2 separate regions of the Oncorhynchus mykiss genome follow, and region 1 is linked to region 2. A link is a contact called in public Hi-C data. All regions are on one chromosome and are shown on one strand. The core of a region is the stretch at or near the end of the contact, and the rest is flanking DNA. Distances in the headings are between cores, read along the strand shown. Region 1 holds the start of LOC110503923 (serine/arginine-rich splicing factor 1A). Region 2 holds the start of LOC110503908 (ras-related protein Rab-34).

Evidence for each region. A called contact is a pair of places that touch in the nucleus more often than the background predicts.
Region 1: a contact with region 2 is called in a Hi-C map of liver, with 6 times the contacts expected there. The contact joins the promoter of LOC110503923 here to the promoter of LOC110503908 in region 2. A contact is called at or near these places in 2 of 3 Hi-C or Micro-C datasets (blood and liver).

The regions. Positions count from the first base shown.
Region 1 is chr24:18,444,967-18,450,032 of USDA_OmykA_1.1, forward strand. LOC110503923 (serine/arginine-rich splicing factor 1A) reads right to left here and starts at 2,587. Exons shown (of 4, transcript XM_021582575.2): 1 at 2,138-2,587; 2 at 1,588-1,790. The coding sequence starts at 2,328.
Region 2 is chr24:18,067,520-18,072,401 of USDA_OmykA_1.1, forward strand. It overlaps LOC110503908 (ras-related protein Rab-34), which reads right to left and starts at 2,041. Exons shown (of 12, transcript XM_036961744.1): 1 at 1,299-2,041; 2 at 994-1,060; 3 at 222-325. The coding sequence starts at 1,367.

The sequences.
Region 1 (5,066 bases), core at 1,337-3,836, 380 kb after region 2:
AGTCAAAGGTATATGATATACAAATGGTAGAGAGAAATAGTCGACGCGTCATAATACCTATAATAACTGCAACCTAACATTTCTTTACTGGGAATATTGAAAAACCAGCTTTCATATGTTCTGAGCAAGGAACTTAAACGTTAAGCTTTTTATTTTATTTTTACATGGCACATATTGCACTTGTACGTTCTCCAACACTGTTTTTGCATTATTTAAACCAAATTGAGCACGTTTCATTATTTATTTGAGCCTAAATAAATAAAATCGATGTATTATATTAAGTTAAAAAAATTTTTTAAAGTGTTCACTCAGTGTGGTTGTAATTGTCATTATTTCAAATATATAAAAAAAATTGCCCGATTAATTGGTATTGGCTTTTTTTTTGCTATCCAATAAAATCGGTATCGGCGTTGAAAAATCATAATCGGTCGACCTCTAATACCAACCCTACCTTGTCACAACACAACTGATTGGCTCAAACACATTGAGGAAAGAAATTCCAAAAATTAACATTTAACAAGGCACACCTGTTAATAGAAATCCAATCCAGGTGACTATCTCATGAAGCTGGTTAAGAGAACGCCAATTGTGTGCAAAGTTGTCATCAAGACAAAAGGTGGCTACTTTATAGAATATAAAATATATTTTGATTTGTTTAACACTTTTTTGGTTACTACATGATTCCGTGTGTTATTTAATAGTTTATGTCTTCACTATTATTCTACAATGTAGAAAATAGTCAAAATAAAGGAAACCCCTTGAATGAATAGGTGTCCAAACTTTTGACTGGTACTGTATGTTAACAATATGTCCACCTTATTTTAAATGAATGGGCCTACCATCCTGTTTTTTTATTTAATTTAATTCCATATAGTAATTTGCGTAATAAGTACCTATTTTGCATGAAGTCGTATAAAAATTTGATTCTAATATATGAAATTGTTGCAAACGTACTTTTGCACAAAGCACAAAGATTTGTTAATATGACCACCCTACCTTAACTTTGTCTTAAATTACTGTAATTGTGTACTGACTCATTTCCATAATATCAGTTTAATTGCATACATTTTACTTGTATTTGAATCAACTCTGATTTATTGATTTAATCCTTATTTAACTTGGCACGTTAAATTCTTATTTACAATGACGGCCTACACTGGCCAAACCCGACGACGCTGGGCCAATTGGGAGTCCTATAGGGCGGCGCACAATCACGGCCTGTTGTGATACTGCCTGGATTCGAACCATGGTGTCTGTGGTGACGCCTCAAGCAATGAGGTGCAGTGCCTTAGACCGCTGCGACACTCGCTACTAAAAATGACATTACATTTGGCCACCCTACCTTGAGATATTGGGCAAAACCTGTTGAAATATAGACTACTTACAGATGGATTTGAGGCCATTATTGATTTGGGATTAACAATGACCAGTCCACAACCTTTTCGATCACTTGTAAATGAGATCTCAACAACTGTAAATCCCTAATCTCATAGTGTTCCTGAGAAGCATGTCTATAAAATTGAGGACAAAGTATAATACCAAAAGCAGTTTAATTTTGACCCTTAACACCCTAGTTACATGACTCACCTGAGACAATGACCCTATACTCGGAGCGTCTGGATGGCGGCCCGTATCTGCCTCTAGGAGCGCCACCAACGCCCCCACCACCACCACCACCTCCACCAAAACCGCCTCGCCCCCCACCCCTTCCGCTCCGAGGGAATTCAACTCGCAGCCGATAACCGTCGTAGTCATAGCCGTCTCGTCCGTACACTGCATCGTCTGCGTCCCTGAAAAAGTGATAATAGAAAAATATTGCTAAACAATCGTCCACACAGCACTCTGCGGTGTGCCTCATTAGCATATTATATGTTACCAGTAGTTAACCGGCCCAACTTAACGCCACGATTTACGATAGTTTGGTCGGCTAGCCACAAACAAAGACACCTTCACAACATGTAAATGCCGAAACGGAAGCAACTAGCTATCAGGCCAATTGATGTTACTGTACATTCCTAAAACGAAAATAGATAGTTACGGTAGAAACATGTGCAGAGAAGATTCACGTTGTCGCATGAGCAGATAACGTTAGAGCAGTGCACGAGTTGCTAACAAGCTAGCCTTTAACGTTAGCTACCTGGGATCTTCAAATTCGATGAAGGCAAAGGGAGGTCCCCCTCTCCGATTTTTCAAATCGATGTCTCGAATAGCTCCGTATTTGTAGAACACGTCCTCGACATCTTTAGTGCGAATATCAGGAGGTAGATTTCCGACATAAATTCGACAATCGTTATTTCCTGCGGGGCCTCGCACGACGCCTCCCGACATGTTAGCTAGCAAGCTAACGTTAGCTAGTTTCTTTTAGCGGTAGGTTGAAATAAAAAGCGATTTCGCGCAAGACGGTATTCAAGTATATCACCGCCGATTAGAAATTAATTTGAGTATAGTACACAAACACTGCTGAAAACACGAAATAAGGTATCACTCGCGCTTAAAGTTGTGTACTAGATAGCTACGCTTCTCCGCGAGGGCATTCATGAACACCAGAAATGTGCCCAGTAGAGAACTAGAAATGGCTACGTCCGCCAAATAAAATAGTCCACGGTAATACAATCTGTAAAAGAGACCTGGGTCTCAGTATGCCTCCCTTATAGAATACATGTCAAATTAATAAATTAACGCTGGTGTGTGATATTGGTATGATTACGCGAATAATTTCAGGTGATCAGATTCTTAGATAATGATTGTTTGGACATTTTCATCTTGCAATTTTAAATCATCATTATTTATAATTTGCCTAATGAGTAGTGTCCAGCAACCTATTATTATAGGTAGACGGCCTACACCAATAATAGTGACTTCACAAGTGAGTGTGCATCTAAAGTATACAGACACTACATTGATTATGAATTAGGACCTTGGAGCCTAATATACTATATCAACAACCTCTCCCTCAACGTGATCAAGACAAAGGACATGATCGGGGACTACAGGAAAAGGAGGGCCAAGCATACTCCCATTGTCATTGATGGGGGCTGTAGTGGAGCAGATTGAGAGCTTCAAGGTCCTTGGTGTCCACATCACCTATTATCATGGTCCAAACATACCAAGACAGTCGTGAAGAGGGCACGACAACGGCAATTCCCCCTAAGGAGACTGAAAAGTTTTGGCATGGGTCCTCTGATCCTCAAAAATTTCTACAGCTGCACCATCGAGAGCATCCCACTCTGGTTGCATCACCTCCTGGTATGGCAACTGCTTGCATTCCGACTGTAAGGGGCTACAGGCCAGTACATCACTTGGGCCAAGCTTCCTGGCATCCAGGACATCTATAACTGTCAGTGGAAGGCCCTAAAAATTCCTGAAGACTCCAGCCACCCTAGCTATGCCGCACGGCAAGCGGTACTGGAGTGCCAAGTCTAGGTCCAAAAGGCTTCTTAACAGCTTCTACCCCCAAGCAATAAGACTGCTGAACAGCTAATCAAATGGCTACTCGGACTATTTGCTTTGACCCACCTCCCTTTTTTACACCGCTCCTACTCACTGTTTATTATCTATGCATAGTCACTTTACCTACTGTACATGTACATATTACCTTAATTACATCGACAAACCTGTACCTCCACACATTGACTTGGTACCGGTACCCCCTGTATATAGCCTCATTATTGTTATTTTATTGTTTCTCTTTTATTTTTTTACTTTAGTTTATTTAGTAAAATTTTTCTTAACTCTTATTTTTCTTAAAATTGCATTATTGGTTAAGGTCTTGTAAGTAAGCATTTCACAGTAAGGGCTACACCGAAAACGTGGATGCCGATTAAGAGCCCCCCGCACTTCTCTAATTCAGAGGGCTTGGGTTAAATGCGGAAGGCACATTTCAGTTGAACAACTGACTAGATATCCCCCTTTCCCTTACCTGTTGTATTTGTCACACGTGACAAATACAACTTGATTTGATCATCAACTACAATCTTTGGGCCAGTAGATGGTGCCATGGACCAATTTATATGAAAGTAAATCAGACGACAAGCTACAAATAGCCTACTAGTTTATGGGTGAGGATAAATTAACTAAGAATATTTTCCAGATACACTACCGTTCAAAAGTTTGGGGTCATTTATAAAAGTCCTTGTTTTTGAAAGAAAATCAATTTTTTTGTCCATTAAAATAACATAACCTTTTTCAGAAATACAGTGTAGACATTGTTAATGTTGTAAATGACTATAAGATGGAATATCTACATGTAGGCGTACAGAGGCCCATAATCAGCAACTATCACTCCTGTGTTCCAATGACACGCTGTGTTAGCTAATCCAAGTTTATAATTTTAAAAGGCTAATTGAGAAAAACCTTTTGCAATTATGTTAGCACAGCTGAAAACTGTTGTACTGATTGAAGAAGCAAAAAAACTGCCCTTCTTCGACTAGTTGAGTATCTGGAGCATCAGCATTTGTGGGTTCGATTACAGGCTCAAAATGGTCAGAAACAAAGCACTTTCTTTTGAAAGTTGTCAGTCTATTCTTGTTCTGAGAAATGAAGGCTATTCCATGCGAGAAATATGAAGCTGTAGGTTGAGGACTTGTGAGGGGTCTGTTTCTCAAACTAGACACTCTAATGTACTTTTCCTCGTGCTCAGTTGTGCACCGGGGCCTCCCACTCTATCTATTCTGGTTAGAGACAGTTTGCGCTGTTTTGTGAAGGGAGTAGTACACAGCGTTGTACGAGATCTTCAGTTTGTTGGCAATTTCTAGTATTGAATAGCCTTAATTTCTCAGAACAAGAATAGACTGACGAGTTTTAGAAGAAAGTGCTTTGTTTCTGCCCATTTTGAGCCTGTAATCGAACCCACAAATGCTGATGCTCCAGATACTCAACTAGTCTATGGCCAGTTGGCCAGTTTTATTGCTTCTTCAATCAGTACAACAGTTTTCAGGTGTGCTAACATAATAGCAAAAGGGTTCTCTAATGATCAATTAGCCTTTTAAAATGATAAACTTGCATTAGCTAACACAACGTGCCATTGGAACACAGGAGTGATGGTTGCTGATAATGGGCTTCTGTAC
Region 2 (4,882 bases), core at 791-3,290:
CACAACAGGTCTAAATATTGTCATGATAGTGTTATGACCATATTGTTACAGGTTATGACAAGTTATGTCAGCTCTTATGACATGTTATTACATGGTTATGACCATGTCATAACGTATTATGTCGCTGAGTGTCAAGTAAACTGTTACCGGTGGCTTTGCAAGCTCAGACAAGGTTAACACATTCAAATGATTGTTTTACTGCTAGCATGTAAGATGCTTACCTGAGGAAGCTGGGCAATGATGCGGTCCCTTCGAACAGGAGGCAGCACACTCATGGATGGCACCCGGACAGACATTAGGCCAAGATAACAGTGATCAGAGAGACCTACAGGGTAAAAAACAAATAAGGGGAGAGAGAGATTTAGGTTTTATTAACATGAAAATTATTAGCAAGAGTAGCCTATGCCACGTGGTATGACAAGCCACTACATGTAACTCCTACATTCTGGAGATGATCCACTAATCTCTGTTTTAATCCTATTGTTCTGTGCACAAAGACAAATATTTACTGGAAGCTATTTACAACAATATAGCTAGTTCATATTGAACCGAGAATAGATTGCAAAAAATAGTCTTGCTGCTTTTTTATAATTGTAATCATGCTCTCCAAGAACCAAAACACGGGGACACATTGAAACATGACCCCCCAAGATGGTTAAACCAAACCGAAGTTGTCTACAAAGGCTAAATAAAAAAGCTGCTAACTGCAACAGAGTCCAAGCGGGGATGTCACTGGACTTACATACCTTGTAACGGGACGGGACGAAGTTCTTTCGTCACGGAGCAGAAACCGTTTTTCAGTCAATAAAAACAATGCTTTGACTTTTAGTCTGGTTTCTAGATTTGAGGATTTCACATAAATTAACCCCAATCTTTCCAAAACACTCAACGTATTTGCTTACACCAAATAGACTCGATCTACGGAAGTGAGTGGGGAAAAACGTAGTCTGCAAATGATTTCGTTTTTTAGGCGGACCACTGACTCTGACTCACCTCCAGGTTCGAGTTGGAATTTGGGAAGTATGTTCAGCGCGGGTCGAGTCCCCCTGGCGGCAGATATCTTTGGACACAGTGTAGCACAAACAGGCAATTTTATTTGCAATATTGTTTATTATACAGAATCATGTAGGCTACAAACCAACATTAAAGTCATTGGCACCCTACTCCGATGATAGAACGCTGGGTTTTCTGACCTTTGATAATTACTGTAGACCTACGTTGCTTTGCCACTTTTTCTATATGCTATGCTCATCGACACTTCCTGTCTCGTGGATACAGGGAGGTGACTGTTGTCTTACCAGTAGTAGCCAATGGAAAATTACAATTAGGCAGGATTTTAACTCAAAATCTTGCAAAACACAGTACATTTAGTTTTGAAGCTTCATTTCTGGAGGTGGTCTATTCGTCTTGCATTTGCACCAGCATTCATAAACTATTTAGTTCAGACTTTCTTAAAGTGGGTCGCGACGAGTGAGAGTAAATGTATAATTATTTCATAAATTATTAGAATTGATTTAGCCAAGTGCATCTGCGCTCTCTGTTCGGTGCGCTCTCTGCTTAATCTTAAACAGGAGGTCTTTGCTCAGTTTGGCAGCTGCGCGAGTGTGCTTCGCGGTTTACCGGATCTTTTTTTCTGCTGTATTCTTGAAGATCACTCCGCGACACACACGATGCAGCGCTGTGGGTCAACAGCAGATGATGCGCTGTCTGCCATCGACTTGTCATTCCCACTCGCCATCACTCGCCGCTGTCATCAAATGGACTCATGCTAGCTACAAGTTCTGACTTACTGAGCTCAATTGTCATGAAACGCATATACAGCGATTAATTTCTTTCTCTTTCATACAAACGTATAACGAAGAGCGCCTACATTGTGTTTTGTGTGTGGAAGGGCTTAGTAATGAGTCTCTTCACGAACAAATTAATAAAATGACACGTCTTGACCATACATTCACAGCATGATGGTAAACTGGGAGTTATTTCAAAACGGCATAACGTAAATTCACGTAAGCCTTGGTCCGTACAATTGCCCTTATTTTAGCGCCCCAAAAACGTAATACTTCCAGATCAACTGTAATGTCAATACCATTGTAAAGCACAATTTCTCCCCTTTCCAACAGAATCAATTACATGACCTAAACGCTGCCCGTTTCTGCATAATTCAAACAGGCAATGAGCCCGTTGGGTCTTTTTTTAAATGGCGGGTGGGGAAGCGAAACTAATGTGTGATAGTGAGAAAGAGAGATGATGTGTGGGAAAATTGCTTTTTTTCCACTGAGCTGTCCAACTTATCACCTTATCGCCTCTGAAATGTAAATATAACACTATAAAGAGTTTATATAATGTGTCATTACATACCTATTTGAATGTTTGTGTCAAATTTGAAACGGGTTTTTAGGGCGGTGCTAAAGTGATCTTCGAAAGTAAACAGCGGCTTTGAGAATGATGATCGCATGCAATGATGACGAAAAAAATTACTAGCTATCCCCCCCTTACCCCCTTCACTGTCCATTTCTTGTTTTTAAAGGGTGATATAAGTGCTACACCTGGTGGAGAGAGGCTGTAAGACAGAATTAGTTGCCTAATGCGTGCTGTATGTTACGACATGAGACATCAAGATGTAACGAAGGGTCAGTTTTTTCAACTTTTCTCCAATACTATAGAGCCATTACCATTTCGATCAACGCTTGAATGGAAACCTAGTTCACACCCCCGATTTTGACGTCAACACAGTCGCTACAGTCCCATTAGTTTTCTTTGTAGCCTCATTTGAATGTTGCGGTTGCGCACATTTGTACTGAATGGGGTGAGTTTACATTAATGCTTCAGGAAACAGTGCTTCGACAGTGGAAAAGTAAGTTAGCTAGTAAGCTATTGCTGTCATTTTATAACAGGTGGTGAATGATAAGCAGAAATAAGGGAGTACTAACTAACTCTCATAGTAGTAGATGTGAGTTTCTCTTTCAAACAATCCGCTGGCCTTGTACACAGCTAATAGCCAACATTCACCAAAGCAAGCTAGCTACTGATAGTGTAACCCTAGTAACGGTACAGATGAAGATGAAAGATGATAAGGCCAGTACATCTTACTGTATAAATTATTGTTGAAAAGTACTCTAGGTTGGAACTGTTGCTGTTAAAATACAATAATAATTGTTATTCTTAACTGGAATTAACTGATTGAAGCAAAATGCTTTTGAGGCAAACACAGTTCTGGGTTGCTCATCTACAGCAGGAAGCGGTCTCCTGACTGACTGAGAAAGCAGTATATGTATATGTTCTGGGCCAGTTTGTCACCACATATAGTTGAAGTCGGAAGTTTACATACACTTAGGTTGGAGTCATTAAAACTTGTTTTAGTTAAAGCTTGATCGCAAATGGGTCTTCCAAATGGACAATGACCCCAAGCATACATCCAAAGTCGTGGAAAAGTGGCTTAAGGACAACAGAGTCTAGGTATTTGTATGGACCATCTCAAAGTCCTGACCTCAATCCCACAGAAGATGTGTAGGCGGAACTGAAAAAGCATGTGTGAGCAAGGAGGCCTACAAACCTGACTCAGTTACACCAGCTCTGTCAGGAGGAATGGGCCAAACTTCACCGAACTTATTGTGGGAAGCTTGTGGAAGGCGACCCAAAACCTTTGACCCAAATTAAACAATTTAAAGGAAATGCTACCAAATACTAATTGAGTGTATGTAAACTTCTGGGAATGTGATGAAATAAATAAAAGCTGAAATAAATCATTCTCTATCCTATTATTCTGACATTTCACATTCTTAAAATAAAGTGGTGATCCTAACTGACCAAAGACAGGGAATTGTTACTAGGATTAAATGTCAGGAATTGTGAAAAACTGAGTTTAAATGTATTTGGCTAAGATGTAAACATCCGACTTCAACTGTACATATGCGAGTCATGGTTCTCAACTCTAACATACTTTTAAAAAAACAAGTACACAAACAGTTTCAAGGCTGAGCATAACCTCAGTGTTGTACTGTTACTTAGGGTTGCACTATCAAAAACTGAGCCTGTGTGTGTGTTCTGTTTTTCATCTGTGTGATGTGATCAATCCGTTTATTCCAGTACAGATTGAAAATGATTTATTGTATTTTAACAGCAACAGTTCCAACCTAGACCGATATGTAAGAGTGTTTTTAATGGAGGAAAATAAACATTTATAGATATTTATATGGATATTTAATTTCATTGTTGTTCGTTTTTGACTATATTGCATTTGTTTTAGGCATACGGGCAATGAAATGTACCAATATTTATGTATAGTTGCATATTTTCTTAAACTTGGGTCCCAGGAAAACACTGAATTTCTCACTTGGGTCCCAGGCTGAAGTTTAAGAACCCCTGCTTTAGTTCATACAAAACAGCTCTAGAGGGCAGCATAGATCCATGAAGTATTTTATCTTTATGAATGGGACTATAATTCAAAACAGTTAGGCAAAGTATTCCTTCCTTAACAAATTGTCTTTATTTGTTTAACAGATCATAAAGTTGCATTCAACAAACAAATGGCTTTTACAAAGCTTTAATAAGGTACATAAAATAAACAATTAAAATCAGATATGTAATCTTCGAGTCACTCAATTACTTTATAATTTATTTTTTCTTAAGCTACATTAGACTTTTTACAGTAAGTAACCGTAAGGCATGTTCTGTAAATGTTCACGGCATACCATTACATTTCAACATCTGTTTGGTTGTATTCTGCAATGTTTTTATTTTTTTTACTATTTGGAAAAAGCCCATATAGCTCTTCAAATAAAAAAATAAAAAGGTATTTATTTAACCTTTATTTAACTAGGCGAGTCAGTTAAGAACAAATTCTTATTTACATAGACGGCCTACCCTGGCCAAACCCTAACCC